Linked DNA regions of Arachis hypogaea: region 1 is linked to region 2. Evidence: chromatin contacts called from public Hi-C data. All regions are on one chromosome and are shown on one strand. The core of a region is the stretch at or near the end of the contact, and the rest is flanking DNA. Distances in the headings are between cores, read along the strand shown. Region 1 holds the start of LOC112765560 (cytochrome P450 714C2). Region 2 holds the start of LOC112767138.

Region 1 (2,700 bases), core at 176-2,675, 530 kb before region 2:
TTTTGGAATTATTTGATTTTATTTAAAATAATTGAATTGAAAATAAATTATTGTATACAAGACCATTCATGTAAATAATGACTCACGTAATTTAACAAGAATTTATTGTACAATTATATGTTTGGATTGGATTACAATTTAACAAGAATTTATTTTATTTGAATTTATAATTTTATATTTTTATCTTTGATTTATTATACAATTATCTACTACCACTAGCTTTGGTAATCCGACTCTGAAAATTCAATCTAACAACTAAAAAAAATATTATTTATTTAAAGTTTTTGTCTTAAAAATAATCTTTTTTATCAAAATATTTTTAAAACTTAAAATAAAAGAATAAAAGGCCCATCTCATTTAATTTACTGAGTTGATCATAAACCTTACAAACTGAAAAATTATGGCATGATGTGAATATATTGTTGGGTGTGTAACAAGTGAGTGAACAATTAACTAATGTGTGTGTGTAAGTGAAGGTGCAACAACTACAAAAGCAAGTGAATGTGTAACGTGCATTGTCGGAGAGAGTAAAAGAGTGCAACAAAAGGGTGTTATAATTTCTTTTTTTTTTTGAAATTGAGAGCTGGTAAATTTGTTACTTAGTCATAATATTCTTAAAATTGTTTAAAGATAAAATTATTGTGTTTAGTTCTATTCTTTTTCTCATCTTAAAATTTTAATTGTGTTAGTCTATTTCATTACTCTAATACCTAAAATATTTGCTTATTTTTATTATTGAATTAACTATCAATTCAGTATTTAAAAAATTCAGCCGCAGACAAAAAGTTCTTAAAAAATATTATCGATAATGATTTGAAAATATGATAAAAAGAACCAGTAAATATTATACTTTTTGTAAATAACAAAAAAAAACTTTCATATTTAGTAAACTACTTATTTAATTGATCTAAATTTTTGTGGTAATATTTAAATAAATATTTAAAAGGTCTATAAAAAAATCAGAACAAAATTTGATCTCTAGATTTTTCTTTTCATTTTTTAAAACAATATGATCATTTACAATATTTTTTTTTTTTAAAATCATTTAACAAAAAAATATCAAATTTTGAGGATAAAAATATTTTATTTTTTTAATAATGATTGCAAAAACTTGTATCAAAATTTGATCTCTAAAATCATTATTTTGAATATAAGCATTTTTTGTGGTTCTTTTTGTCAACCATATAAACTTTTGGCACCATTTTAATAGTTTACTCTTTACCGTTCATGCAATTCATGCAAGTTGTGTGAGTTTAGTACCTTATAAAATTATTATTATTATTATTATTTTAATTCTTTTTCCCCTACCAGTAACATATCCATCCTTAGTGAGCCATTTAAAGAAGAAATTCACTTCTCTCGTGGGAAAATGACCTTAGAAATAAGATAGTAAGTTAGATTTTCATACTACAAATCCTTTAACCATGCAGCTCTTATTTGATTCCGAGATTTTCACATGTATTGTATTATCGGTAGGCTCTTTTGTGTTGTTTCTCTTGTTAGTTTTGTACAATACCCTAGTTGGGAAGCCAAAGAGACTTAGATCTAAGTTAATTAGGCAAGGTATAAATGGTCCACCTACAACTTTTATACTTGGAAATATTAGGGAAATAAAGAAGGCCAAGCAGCTTACAACTACTCCAAAATCTCATTCTCTAGAACCCATTGATGTCCATGATTGTGCTTCACTTAACTTCCCTTTCATTGAGAAATGGAGGCAAAAATATGGTACTACACACTACTATACCTCAATTTATATTATTTGAATTATTATTTATTTCCTCTTATTATTTATGTTTTCATCTCTGTTTTTAGTTTCTGGGTCCTTGCCTCTATTATGTCATAGAACAGCTTCTAAATTAAACACTAGCTAAATTATTTGAGAAAACAGGTAAATTGTTCATGTTTTCTCTTGGGAACACACAAATATTGTTTGTGGACAAACCTGAGATAATAAGAGACATTATTACATGTACATCCTTGGACTTGGGAAAGCCTTCATATCAGAGGAGAGAGTTAGGACCATTGCTTGGAAAGGGAATCATAACATCAAATGGAACCATATGGGCAAACCAAAGAAAGATCCTAGCTCCAGAGCTATACATGGAAAAGGTTAAGGTATATTAATAAACCACGAATTGATCTCCATCTCTACAGCGTGTTTAGTTTGCGTTTTTATTTTTAAAATTTTACGAGAAAAATAAGTGAAAATAAAATATAAAAATAAAAATATAATTTTATTATTTTTACTATTTTTTCTTTTTTCCTCCACAAAATTCTAAAGAAAGAATATTGAAAATGAAAACGCAAACGAAACTTAGCCTAAGTTTTTAAGTTTGATTTGTGTTGGTACATATTTTTATTAATTAATTTGGCCTCTTAGCTTGCAATATGTTTTCAAATGTTCTCCAAAGGGAATGATGACTATAATCGGGGAGTCTGCTATTTCTTTGGTAAACTCATGGAGTAATAGAATAGAGGCAAAGGGTGGAAGTGCAAATATAAAAGTTGATAAGTACTTTAGAAAATTTTCTGGGGATGTTATTTCAAGAGCATGCTTTGGTAGCAATTTTTCCAAGGGAGAAGAAATTTTCTCAAAACTTGGAGCTCTCCAAGAGGTCATGTCCAAGAATGCTATGGCTACATGGATTCCAGGAATGAGGTAAGAAATAGTTTATTTGATAATCATATTCATATAAT
Region 2 (2,700 bases), core at 75-2,574:
ATTATAATTTCAAACACGAATAATAATTATGAGCAAGGCATTTCACCTGTTATTCCATTCGATTTTCTGTATAGTGCTCAATTTGCCATATGCCTTATTGAACAATAGAGAACTCAAAACAGCACTTGATCTATACACCTTCAAGAACCAAGAGAAAGGATCAAGCTTCAGAATTTCTTACAAGAATTTCTAAAAGTTATGTCCTTAGATATGCAAATATTGTTTATGATAGGACACTATGGCGTCGTTTGAGAGATAAATAATAATTTTCAAATTTCAAAGGACGAATTTGTCCTATGTCGGCTCGGTGTACTTACAAGAAGACATAAGATGATGCCGGCGAAAACAGACGCCAGACACATGATTTCTTTGCTGGGACTAGCAACAATATCATGATCATAAGAGAAAACAGAACCAAAATAAGAAGTGAATTTCATTAAGCTCCCCCCTTGTTGAAATTTGCTCATATGAGAAAACAAACTGCATCAAAGACACAATAAGCACATGGTTCACAGTTGTCTCAGCACAATGTATATGAAAGCTAGAAAATCCTTCATTTGAATAATGCAAGTGGACTTTCCTTTTTCAACAAAAAGAACTACATATAAAAATTCAATTGATTCTTCCATATTCCGTAGTAAAGAAGCTAGCAATTCTTTTGCTTCTTTAGTCATACACACGTGTGTATATATATTCTGTCAACTCTTGAAGCCCGTCTTCTGTGACTTTGACAACCATGGTTAGCACTAACGTTTATGGCAACACATAAAGCATGACCCAGATGACAAAATTTCTTGGAAATTAAATTAGAAACTACTCATATACTTTTCAATGGTACTGATCCTTCGCAAATAAAAACTTTAGTTTGATGCTGCCTACACAAAAGTGGGATTCAAACTTCAATACTTACTTAAGCGGACAAGTAAGCTAATCATTCAACAATCCAAGTTGGTTATATATATATATATATATATATTGATTAAGTAGTATAGTAATCTGAACATAGCCATGAACAAGAAAAAAAACCATGAAAAGGAGTAGAAAATGGTCAAAACTCGAAAAGGGAAAAAGGGCATCTTCACATGTAAAGACAGAATACAAGTCATACAACAAAAAGTGAGCACGGATTATATTTTTTCATACCAAGAAGCACTGCAAAGAAAGACTCTTTGTTCTTCAATCACAGAAACACCAAGTGCAGAGAGAAGGAGGAGGAGTGGTGGTGAAGAAGCAGTTGAAAGCAGAAAACATGTTGAGGAGAAAAACCAAGATGCAGAATCTCATGTTCACTCAGTTGTGTCTTGTGTCTGTAGTTAACTAGCCTGTTCTGCAAGTCACCATCTCAATCTTACTTTTCTAATGATAAATGATAAAAAAAAAATGTTAAAGCGAACAAGATATCTTTTTAACCAAGTCTATTTACTTTTTTTTAAACTTGTTTTTTTCTTTTTTTTTTTATTAAAATTTTTTATTCTTAATTTTTAAATTAATAAATTAATTAAATTAAATTAAATTAAATTATCAGAATGACTTGGTTTTGTATATGGTGGATAAAAATATCACAAAATTGCTTCGAAGTTTCTACGTGTACTGCTTCTAGAATTCTTTATATGACTTTATTATTACCCCAAAACTTGTACGTTACAAAGACGATACTTATACCTATATTTGGCATTTGAACCCACCAAAAGTCTATGTTTTAGACTTTTAGGTAACTTTAATTAATTTTTCTCCTCTTATTTTAAAGAGCTAGCCTTATATGTAAGTGGTCATTTTATTAGGACTATTATTAAATTAAAATAATATTTTTTTATTATTAAATAATATTTTTTAAAAGATATTGTTTAAAAAAGTATTATTAAAATATAAAAAAATATTACTTTAATTTTAATAACACTGACATAATCATCATAGTCACTATAATATAATCATACTAAAATCTACCACATACATATATATATATATATATATATATATATATATATATATATATATATATATATATATATATATATATATATATATATTGATTTGGTCCATTTCTCATATTTTAATCTCTCTTATTTGATTTTCCTGTAAATTTTTTAAATTTAAATTCAAGTCAATTGATTGTGAGATAAAAAATATTATTTTAATTAAAATTATTATTTTAATTAATCTCATATTATTTATATTATATGTTAATTATTTTAAACTCTAACATAAATAAAAAAAAAGTAGATTAATAAAAATTTTATTGGTAATTATGTAAAAAAATAACATCGTTCCCTATTTTGTTAATGGGTAACTTATATTTTCTTAGAAAAACTTGTTTTAAAAATTTCAATAAATTTTGATAAAATAAAACAACTATTATTATTATTATTATATGTCAAATCATTTTAATAACCAAATTTAATCAAGTTAGTCCAATACCTTAAGGATTGATAACAAAAAAGTTCTAGTTAAAGAAAGAGACATAAAAAAAAGAAAAAAACTTAATTAGATTTAATTACAAAAATAATTTGTTTATCTAACCTATCTCATTTAAAGAGTGGTCAGCTCTGCTTCTTAGTTTCTTTAGTGTGACATACCCTAAAAAAAGAGAGGGAAAAAAAAAGAGAAGGGGGGGGGGGGGGGGGTGTTTCTAAACTAGTGAAACAAGCTTCAGAAGAGAACGGAATTCCATACTGCATTCATATGCAGTAGTCATTATTAACA

The links. A called contact is a pair of places that touch in the nucleus more often than the background predicts.
Region 1: a contact with region 2 is called in a Hi-C map of leaf, with 4 times the contacts expected there. The contact joins the promoter of LOC112765560 here to the promoter of LOC112767138 in region 2. A contact is called at or near these places in 3 of 8 Hi-C or Micro-C datasets (leaf and an unstated tissue).

Annotation. Positions count from the first base shown.
Region 1 is chr17:19,810,231-19,812,930 of arahy.Tifrunner.gnm2.J5K5, reverse strand. LOC112765560 (cytochrome P450 714C2) reads left to right here and starts at 1,425. Exons shown (of 5, transcript XM_025811456.2): 1 at 1,425-1,728; 2 at 1,892-2,118; 3 at 2,415-2,662. The coding sequence starts at 1,425.
Region 2 is chr17:19,277,310-19,280,009 of arahy.Tifrunner.gnm2.J5K5, reverse strand. LOC112767138 reads right to left here and starts at 1,324. Exons shown (of 9, transcript XM_025813018.3): 1 at 1,144-1,324; 2 at 318-480; 3 at 47-138. The coding sequence starts at 467. It overlaps LOC112764881 (CBS domain-containing protein CBSX3, mitochondrial), which reads right to left. Exons shown (of 6, transcript XM_025810692.2): 6 at 2,646-2,700.